Regions from separate parts of the Danio rerio genome. Here regions 1 and 3 are each linked to region 2. The links are chromatin contacts, called in public HiCAR-type and Micro-C maps. All regions are on one chromosome and are shown on one strand. The core of a region is the stretch at or near the end of the contact, and the rest is flanking DNA. Distances in the headings are between cores, read along the strand shown. Region 1 holds the start of plekha7a (pleckstrin homology domain containing, family A member 7a). Region 2 holds the start of si:dkey-29p10.4. Region 3 holds the start of cd82b (CD82 molecule b).

Evidence for each region. Hi-C and Micro-C count contacts between places; a contact is called where the count stands out from the background. HiCAR-type assays count read pairs that join an accessible place to other places.
Region 1: a contact with region 2 is called in a HiCAR-type map of caudal fin, with 6 times the contacts expected there. The contact joins the promoter of plekha7a here to the promoter of si:dkey-29p10.4 in region 2. A contact is called at or near these places in 2 of 18 Hi-C or Micro-C datasets (caudal fin and embryo) and 2 of 4 datasets of contacts at active chromatin or transcription factors (caudal fin and embryo).
Region 3: a contact with region 2 is called in a Micro-C map of caudal fin, with 4 times the contacts expected there. The contact joins the promoter of cd82b here to the promoter of si:dkey-29p10.4 in region 2. A contact is called at or near these places in 1 of 18 Hi-C or Micro-C datasets (caudal fin) and 1 of 4 datasets of contacts at active chromatin or transcription factors (embryo).

What each region holds. Positions count from the first base shown.
Region 1 is chr18:28,538,326-28,541,969 of GRCz12tu, forward strand. It overlaps plekha7a (pleckstrin homology domain containing, family A member 7a), which reads left to right and starts at 2,273. Exons shown (of 27, transcript NM_001136243.2): 1 at 2,273-2,407; 2 at 2,516-2,592; 3 at 2,721-2,778. The coding sequence starts at 2,325.
Region 2 is chr18:28,776,693-28,780,592 of GRCz12tu, forward strand. It overlaps si:dkey-29p10.4, which reads left to right and starts at 1,371. Exons shown (of 9, transcript XR_012394349.1): 1 at 1,371-1,678.
Region 3 is chr18:29,010,885-29,014,547 of GRCz12tu, forward strand. cd82b (CD82 molecule b) reads left to right here and starts at 2,260. Exons shown (of 9, transcript NM_212663.1): 1 at 2,260-2,356. It also overlaps a transcript of tp53i11b not described here.

The DNA of each region.
Region 1 (3,644 bases), core at 1,023-3,522, 240 kb before region 2:
TGCAACAGAAGAAAGAAACTCAAACAGGTTTGGAACAAGTGGAGTAAATGATGACAAAATCTTTATTTTAGGGCAAACTATCCATTTAATAAAATAAAAATAAAATAAAATAATAATAAGACCTTGACATTAACACCCACCAAATGCGGGTAGATTTCATCTGCGGCGGTTTAGACAGACACCCTACTAGCCACTTTGGCTGGCTGAAAATAGTTTTTAATTTGTCATTGCTGCATTGACACTAAAGATTAGAATGTTTATGACCCTTTGTCAGTATATGTGCAAATGTGTTCTTAGATTTGAGAAGCAGATAGATTGATGACTGTTTAGGCGAACAAAAGAAAGCAGGTGAATACCAAATGAGGATGATCAGGCGCACGGTGAGACGCAGGCAAATAGGCGATCCTCGCTCACTGATGTAGTAAGCGAGGAACAGCTGATGTGATGTGCGGAAGTGCTTAAAAGCTCTTGTTTCCTTGCGCAAAACAATTGTGCCTGGAAACGCAACTGGTGCGATTGTTTCTCTTTGAAATAGATTGGAAAAAATGGTGCACCCACAGTCCTGCTGCTTTTAAGACATCTCCATATTTTTTGTACTGTATGCAGCAGCTGTTGCCGCTTTCGCTTTTACCATTCTTTGAACAGATTATCAATGGGCCTAACATTAATGTGTGCACGTGATCATCCTTTCATTATCACACACAGAATGTTTTTCACCTGCTTTCTTTTGCTTACAGTTATTTTTGTTACTATGGTTTAATTATCATCCTTTGCAATAACATTACTTTAATAGAAGATAACTCTCCATTTATCTATATGACCTGATGATCTGGGACCTGAACAAACTACTGTGTGTAGTTTTAGATAAATGATAATAATTTTTTTAAATGTCAATTGTTTTTTAAGAAAATTTTGTTAAATAAAAAGTGTATGTACTGTATACAGCTAAATTTAGCTTGTTTTGGCACATTTTTTTGTTATTTGTGGCAAGGAAATAATTTGATTGGTCTGATCAGAGAAGAAAAATGGTTAATCCTTAGTGTTGAGCTCTAAAAAGTCATGTAAAAAAATGTTAAGGAGGCATGTGGACATAACACAATTTAAATCAAGTAATTTCAGCATGCCAAAGTCAAATTTATGCATATCAAATATATATTTCCCAACAACAAAATTGTTCCAAGTGAAAATAATGAATGCCTAGTAATGTTGGAAAACTCAGCCACAGTGGCTGGTGATGAAAAAAAATGTATGTCAAGCCCTGAAAAAAATAAAATAAAATAAAATAATAATAATAATAATACAGAAAATAATAAAACATGAATCAAAACATCTCCAAATTAAAATATAGGCATCATAGTTAAACCCAACCACAATAACTAAGTAACTAACTATAACTATAAAGCAGCAAAGTTTGAAGTGCAATTCGATAATAATATATGTATAATTACTTATTATTAAAATATTAACAGAATTGATCATAAATATTTAATGTAATTTAATGAGTCAAGCCATTTTATGCCTCTTTAATGATTTAAAAACATACCAAATAATAATAATAATAATAATAATTAAATGCCACAACTTGAATCATCTTTAACAAATCTCCATCTGTGTAAATATAGGAGGAATATTCAGCTAAAAATGAAAATTCTGGCATCGTTTTTTCACCCTCCACATTTTAAAACGTATTTGAGTTTCTTTCTTATGTCTACCACAAAAACATATATATATATTTTTTTTTTAATTTTGGAGTATAATCATTGACTTCAGTACTATTTGTTTTTCCTACTATGAATGTTGATGGTAACAGGTTTCCAACATTCTTGAAAATATCTCATTATTTTGTGTAAAAAAAAAGTATTTTTTTTTATTAAAAAAATCAAAGCATTTGAACCATCTGCATGATGCATGAGTAAATAGCAAGTACATTTTTATTTTCAGGTGAACTCCTTTAACTTGTGTAACAATAGTTGCACTGTATGCATTCATAAAGCACCTAGCAACAGAACAGGCTGTTCTTCAACAGAATCAAACACATAAACAAATTCATTTCAATGCATCATCAATCACTAAAACGAAAACATGCACACAAACACGTCATATAAAAATACAAACGAGTGGGCAACGACTAGCCTATCTCGATCTGTGTTTTATAGCATACTGTAAGGAATTAATATTTTTCCGTCGGCTAATAATCTCGCTCACTGAACGCCAAGTGCAAAGTCAGCCCTCCCCTTTAATCGCCTTTTGCCCGAGCGCTGATCGCTGCACAGGGAGGACAGTGAGGAGGGAATATGAGGTAGACAGGACTTTACACGGGAATAATGGCGGCGCCGCTCCGGCGGGACACCTTACCTGACAACGGCTCTTATGGAGTGTGCAGAGACGGCAGGGTCTTTTTCATTGAGTGAGGATATATTTATTTACTCTTGCCTAAGAAAGCATTCCTTTCTCATAGCGTTCGAGTGTTTTCCAGCCAATTGCATCGCTAACAGGTGGTTTGTTTTCCTGGCAGCGATGAAGCGCGCGCCACTACTTGGCTTCATCCCCGCACTGGTCAACCTGTCAATTCTGGACACATGATCCGATCCGGTTAGTGCGTTAATGCGTGCGTTTAACCATTTAGATTTAAACATTTATCTGCTTTTTTCGCGTTGCCTGTGCATAGATAAAACGAAAGGCTAAAAGTTTGGCAAATGTGTTCTTTTCTTGCCTCCTAGATCTGCCCCCAGGTTGGGAGGAAGGTTTTACGAAAGAAGGAGCGAGTTTTTTTATTGAGTAAGTGGATGTGTTTATTGTAATTATACCTTATGCGATCCTGTAGTGCTGCAGGTGAATTACAGGTCACAAGCGGGTTAAATATTGTTGTGAGCACACTTGAGCCGCAGAGAATGAATATTAGGAATTGTGCACGAAGGGGGTATCAAAGGTAAGCTGCAGTCATTGTGTTTGAAGACAGGTATTCAAGTACAAAGTCTACAGGTGTAAATGTCTCTTTGGGTTTATGGTGGATGTCGGATGTTGGCTGTGAACGCTGCAATTTCTCTGAATGCTGTCTAGATACAGCTTTGGTGTTTTTAAAGGGATAGTTCACACAAAAATGAAAATGATCTTTTCATTTAGTTAGCCTGAGGGCATCCAAGATGTGGAGACTTTTTCATTTTCATCAGGAAATTAAAGTAGATAGTATGCTGAAAAACTTTATGGTGATTCATAAAGTGGGAGTTAGTGGATATAGAAAACTAAATAATCACTTGTGGGTTCTGATGGTACATTGAGGTCCTATGAAGCAAAACATTCAGATTGTACAAGAAACCGAAACTTTTGTTGCTTTATTTTATTACCTTTAGGCATGGGACGATAACCGTTTTCAAGGTAGGCCTATCGTGGTTTGGAAAAGGCAAGGTTTTAAAACTGCCAAAAGTTTCTGTTATACTGTTCCTAGGATATTTATTTGTACGATTTTTTTTTACGTTTTTTAAAACTGTTTTTAGGGCAACAGTATTTTAAGCAGAAAAGCTATTTAAAGATGCCGATTTAACTTGTAAAGAAATCAGTGTTTTTGATGAAGACAGCAGAAGTCAATGATTCGTTTGAATTATTTAGCTTGACAAAAACTGCTACAAAATATTTAAAATGTTTTT
Region 2 (3,900 bases), core at 121-2,620:
AGATAGATAGATAGATAGATAGATAGATAGATAGATAGATAGATAGATAGATAGATAGATAGATCCATGACAGACAGACAGACGATAGATAGACAGATAGATACATAGATAGATAGACAGACAGACAGACAGACAGACAGACAGACAGACAGACAGACAGACAGACAGACAGACAGACAGACAGACAGACAGACAGACAGATAGATAGATAGATAGATAGATAGATAGATAGATAGATAGATAGATAGATAGATAGATAGATAGATAGATAGATAGATAGATCCATGACAGACAGACAGACGATAGATAGACAGATAGATACATAGATAGATAGACAGACAGACTGACAGACAGACAGACAGACAGACAGACAGACAGACAGACAGACAGACAGACAGACAGATAGATAGATAGATAGATAGATAGATAGATAGATAGATAGATAGATAGATAGATAGATAGATAGATAGATAGATAGATAGATAGATAGATAGATAGATAGATAGATAGATCCATGACAGACAGACAGACAGACAGACGATAGATAGATAGATAGATAGATAGATAGATAGATAGATAGATAGATAGATAGATAGATAGATAGATAGATAGATAGATAGATAGATAGATAGATAGATAGATAGATAGATCCATGACAGACAGACAGACAGACAGACAGACAGACAGACAGACAGACAGACAGACAGACAGACGATAGATAGATAGATAGATAGATAGATAGATAGATAGATAGATAGATAGATAGATAGATAGATAGATAGATAGATAGATATATAGATAGATAGATAGATAGATAGACAGATAGATAGATAGATCCATCACAGACAGACAGACAGACAGACGATGGATAGATAGACAGACAGACAGACAGACAGTTAGATAGATAGATAGATAGATAGATAGATAGATAGATAGATAGATAGATAGATAGATAGATAGATAGATAGATAGATAGATAGATAGATAGATAGATAGATAGATAGATAGATCCATGACAGACAGACAGACGATAGATAGACAGATAGATACATAGATAGATAGACAGACAGACAGACAGACAGACAGACAGACAGACAGACAGACAGATAGATAGATAGATAGATAGATAGATAGATAGATAGATAGATAGATAGATAGATAGATAGATAGATAGATAGATAGATAAAAAATAATGTAAAATATTACTTAATGTCCCTTTAATTGAAGAAACATAGATATAGACAATGGTTTTATGTACAGAAAGTATTGCGCGCTGTCGCTTTAAGGACAGGCTGTGAAATGCAGAAAATACAATGTGCGCTGTCTCTTTAAGAGCAGGGTAAATATTGTTCCTGCAGGATTCAAAAGATGAAGCTCCGCCTACTCTGCGCACGGTCAGTTTCGTTTCTTCGATCGCGTGTTATTCGGCTGTAAATAAAGCTTTTAACGAAGATGGGAGCAGCTAATGAGAAAGCTCTGAAATGCCCTCTATGTCATGAGGATTGTCGGGATCAGGTGACGCTGGGCTGCGGACATAGCTTCTGTCAGTCGTGTATCAAAGAGTTGTGGAGCGGCTCCCGCACTGGACCTTATTATTGTCCTGAGTGTCGATACGAGTACCAGCAGCTTCCGGACTACACGGACAGAGCGTCCACATCCACAGCCACACCGATAACACGTAGGTTTAGAAGCACGAACAGAACAAATATCGACTTGTTTGACCCTAAAGACGTAGGCCTAGTTGTTGTTATTATTGTTGTTCATATGCCTAATTTATTGATTGCGCTGTAACGCTAGGCCACAATCTGAACTTCTGTATTGATACCCACACATCGATCTGTTGTAGCGTAATAGTTAACGGGATAACATTAACAGAAAATCAAACATTCAATAGTTTATCTACTGTTTTGTAGTGTAAACATACTGCAGAGTTACAGAGGGGTTTTGCACCCCCTAACGTAAGTTAAACTAATACTGGATCCCCTCTGAAGGACATCAAAAAGATGTATGGGGTCAGCCCTTTAATCGTAAATAACTTTCTCTGTGAATCCACAATAAAAATATCATTTAACAGTCTGAAACTGGCAGTTCTAGAGCACTGATAGACATCTTATGTATTTACGATACGTATTTCTTGTAAAATAGGTGTTTATATCTCCATGTAGCAGAAAAAAGGAAAAATTAGACAATTTGTAGTCTAAAACCCACTGTACAGTAATCTCTAAAATAGTCACTAAATATTCAAATCAATTCATCTTTATGTCTATAGCCCTTTTTACAATGTAGATTGTGTCAAAGCAGCTTCACATATAAGACTATAGTGAATTGAAACAGTGTCAGTTCAGTTTTCATAGTTTAAGTTTAGTTTAGTTCAGTGTGGTGTAATGTTCACTGCTGAGTCCAAACACTGAAGAGCAATCCATCGATGCGCAGCTCTACAAGTCCCGAACTATTCAAGCCAGTGGCATAGTTAGTGGAATGTAGTGAAAATTTCCCTCAAAACACTGAAAACATATATGTTGTCTCTAAAGTTTTTTATATTTATTTTTATGATGTAACTTCAGCTTTCTAATTTAAACTTCTGAAACACTTAATAATAATATTGCATTACTGAATACATTTCACACGTTGTGCATACCTTTAACATAACCAATTTATCTGAAATTGTGCAAAGTAAAAATAATAACTATAAATGTATATTAGTTAGTAAATACTACTGTATTAGTAAATAGTTAGTTATATTTACCATTTACATGTCAATTCATGTTAAGTTCTATACTGACCCATATTGCTATTAGATTAGATTTAATTGTCATTACACATGTACAACACAAGTACAAGGTAACAAAATGCAGTTTAGTTCTAACTAGGAGTGCAATAGTAGCAAGTGCAGAATATAAGGTATAAAAGTTATAAAGTGCAATTATAGTAAAACTATGGGTGATGTTTACAAATAGATGTACTATGAACATTAAATACAGGTTCATTAAATATCAGCTATGATCAGAGATTTACAATAGATGAATATATGTATAGGTTGCTATTAATTATCAGAAGCATGCATTGAATCATTAAAAACAGAAGTATTATTGCCTCCTGGATGAATATGAATAAAGTGATAATAATAATAATGCAAACATTGGGCAAAGAAATTCTACCACATCTGAGAGGTAGTCTTTACATTAGGAGTAATAACAACAACAGTTTTTGAGAATTAGACTTTTTTAGGCTGGCTTTTAATATTTAAAAATAAAATAGAAATATAATTTACTTATAATAATTAAGACTTTTTGGTACATTGTATATCATACATTTTTTACTATGACTTATAGAAGACACACATTATTTGTAAATCAGTGCAAAGATATTATATGCTCTACCAAATAGTTTGTAACTCTATTTAAGGATACTTTAAATTAGAATTAGATTGAAAAAAGATTTTAATCATTCAAATTTGATAGAATATAGAATAATTGCTAAATTATTAAATTTAGCAGAACTCTTTTTCAAGTATTTCCCAAATGCTGTTTAATGAAGAGAATATATGTTTAAACATGTTTTAAAACGTTAATAATATGAATTATTATTAATATTAATATTTCCCGTTTCTGTGTGGAGTTTGCATGTTCTCCCTGCCTTCGCATGGGTTTCCTCCGGGTGCTCCGGTTTCCCCCACAGTCCAAAGACATGCGGTACAGGTGAATTGGGTAGGCTAAATTGTCCGTAGTGTATGAGTGTGTGTGTGTGTGTGAATGTGTGTGTGGATGTTTCCCAGAAATGGGTTGCGGCTGGAAGGACATCCGCTGCGTAAAAACTTGCTGGATAAGTTGGCGGTTCATTCCTCTGTGGCAACCCCGGATTAATAAAGGTACTAAGCCAACAAGAAAATGCATGCATGAA
Region 3 (3,663 bases), core at 1,010-3,509, 240 kb after region 2:
AGATGTTATTGTTATGGACCTGCATTGTTATCTTTTTGAAATAAAGAAAATGTACATTTATCTTAACTGCCACTCAAATTTGTTTGTTTTTTGTTGTTAAATATAAAGCCTCCACCTACAAACACACACGCACACACACACACACACACACACACACACACACACACACACACACACATACATACATATGAAACCGGTGTACCCGGATGAAACCCACGCGAAGGAAGGGAGAACATGCAAACTTCACATAGAAACGCCAACTGAGCCAAAGTTCGACCCAGCGATCTTCTTGCTGTGAGGCGACAGCACTATCTACTGCGCCACTGCCTTGCCCATATATATATACACACACACACATGCATACATATACATATATATATATATATATATATATATATACATACACACACACATATATATGTATGTGTGTACAGTGGCGCAGTAGTTAGTGCTGTCGCCTCACAGCAAGAAGGTCGCTGGTTCGAACCTCGGCTCAGTTGGCGTTTCTGTGTGGAGTTTGCATGTTCTCCCTGCCTTCGCGTGGGTTTCCTCCTGGTGCTCTGGTTCCCACCACAGTCCAAAGACATGCGGTACCGGTGAATTGGGTAGGCTTAATTGTCTGTAGTGTATGAGTGTGTGTGTGAATGTGTGTGTGTATGTTTCCCAGAGATGGGTTGTGGCCGGAAGGGCATCCGCTGCGTAAAAACTTGCTGGATAAGTTGGTGGTTCATTCCGCTGTGGCGACCCCGGATTAATAAAGGGACTAAGCCGGCAAGAGAATGAATGAATGAATATATATATATATATATATATATATATATATATATATATATATATATATAAAATAAAGTATTTAATCTTGAGTTGCTAACGAAAATATTCTTTTTTTTCTATTTGGTCTTGGTTATAACTATAATAAAATGAAATAAATTAAACTAAATAAAAATAAAACATTGGTTAAAATCAATCAAAGGAATATACAGTAGTAAAACTTACAAAAACATAAACCAATTCAAACAAATAATGAAACTGCAATAGTTCCCCAGTTCTATTAAAATAACATTGCTTTGGTTTCAGTTATGGGCTTATGTTGCATTAAAGTCATTTGACCTTGCTGCACTGTAACCCATTAAAAGTATTCTAGGAACTGCATTGTATTGGTATTTCTAAGATGTGTGCCTTCTTGAGCATTTATATTTGTAAATAAATATCCCCTAAACATTATCTACAACTGTTCAATAGTAAATATTTATGTTTGCAATTAAACGCAGCTCCAGTTTATTTATTTATTTTTTTTAAGAATTATTATTTTTTCTTTTAGGTTATTACCTCCAATACAACTGAAATGAAAACGAAAAGGGTCTAACCAGTGATTTCACAAGCTTCATTGTGTCTGAGATGATGCATCATAAAGGCTGCATTCAGATATTATTGGCTGAAACAACAACTTAGCAGCCTAAGCTTTTTTTAAATTATATATATATATATATATATATATATATATATATATATATATATATATATATATATATATATATATATATATATATATATATAAATTTATTTTTAGCATGGTTGTTTCCCCTTTTGGCCGGAGGAGGGCAGTGTTGCACATGCCATCCATCTATCGATTAATTTTTTATCATAATTATTTTTTTTTTGCAACAATTGGTCAGACTTTCACAGTATTTTAGTAGAGAAAATCCCTTCAGCAGAGTAACTTAATTACATTTTACTGTATGTGAAGCGACATGTCTAGCTAATTAATTTAAACATAATTTAACAGACTTTAATCTTAAATTTTATAATAATAAAAAAGTAACGTTATAGAAACTATATAGAAAAAATACCCCTAAATTCTAAAAGACTTTGAACCAGATTTTGCTGTGACACAATCCAGAAAGCTGGATTATCAACACGTTAAGATCTTAAATATTTAAGTATTTACACAAAATGCTAGCTGTGAAAGGATCCTTAGCGAGGAGAGTTTAGAATTATTTCGTTTGAAGCTGTAAAGCAGCACGTGTGGTGGTGAAGTCAGTTTACAAACTATTATCTAACAAACTATTTGACACTCCTGTCATTAAAACATTTAATAGCACTGACTGCTCGAGTTTGGTTTGTTTAATAAATAGTAAATGCATACTTTTAAAGTAGTGGGAGTAACTTCCAATGGCGGGGTTTGGCGGAAACTGGTCATCATGATAGTGATCATAAGCGGCTGTTCGTCTGGCTAGTAAAGGGTTAATGTGGTTTCTCGTGAGCTGCTCTCTTTTTGTTCAGACTGTTAGTAGCACAACAGCGAACTAACTGACAGCTGCTCCACGGATCTTCGCTGCGACTTGACACAAAACAGGTAAATGATTTCCCTTTTATCAATAAAATGGTAAATACAGATTATAGTAAAGTGATTTAACTTGCTGCTGGCTTGAAGTAGTGCCAACACGTAAAGCTACTAACTTTTTAGTAGGTCCTGATGTGACGCTTCTAGCCCTGGTATAGCTTTCTGTCATGTAAAACTAGTTTGGTGGAAGTTGTTGCAGTGTGTTTTCTACTTTGTATTCAGCTTTAAATGTCCGCTGATGTGGCACTGGCAGCTTGCACAGTTTGTAATGCGTTCTTGAAGTTACCGCTGAATTTACAGCGACTTACAGCAATACGCTTATACGGCACACACGCGCAGCTGTGGTTATTAAATGACGGTTGAGCTTCTTTAGAAACTGGGAGTCTCTTTATGAACAAGTTGTCTTCGTGTTACTATACCGAGGCTGGTTGGTATTAAAAAGAAGCGTTCTAGCAGCTTATGCACGTGTTTTGTGTTATCCTCACAGTCCCGCTGCACCTCCAAATATTAGGGAACTATAAAATTGTGATTGAGGCCTGAGTTTTAATAGAAGTCGACCAAATGTTATAGAAAGTCATGACAATGTTTGTCGTGAGTTTTACTAAATTTACGATTCAATATGTTCCATATGGTATTCCCCATATGGTTTCTCCGTCTTAAAAAATGTTTTAACACCAACATTGTAATTCATTTACTTCAATATATTGTCCTATTGTTATTTCTCAGACATGATTTGTTGCATGTTATGATATAAAGTTTTCTTATTTGTCAAATAAAACTGAATTGAAATGCAGACAACAAATCTGATGTAAACCTTTCTCACCATTTGTTTAAATAACATTAGTTATACACATTTTTATATTAATAAATTAATGCTTTGACTGAGCTCTTTCATAGCCTTTTTTCAGCTAATAAACATTTTCCAGCAGAAGCTGAAATCTTACAATTCACAAAAGTATTGCAGTCAGTTTCAAAGTGTTCGGTCACTGTAGTTTTTTATATAGAACAAAAAGATTTATCTCTCACATATTGTTAGTGCCTGTTTGACTTCCACGTTTTACAAAATATTTTTATTATATAATTATAATTGCAAAGATGCGAATTAGACTTTTGCCAAAACTAGAATATTCCATAAAACATGTATGAATACAACTGAAATCCCTTTAAGGCAAGTCATTTCACTTGGCGGCCATCTTTGAAACGCCTCTCAGGCAGTAAGCTCGGGCATTCTGTTTGAATAGGAAAACATCAAATTGTTCAAAATTGTTTGCCAAGCTTAAAACTACATTCATATTACAAATAACAATTAACTGTATGTT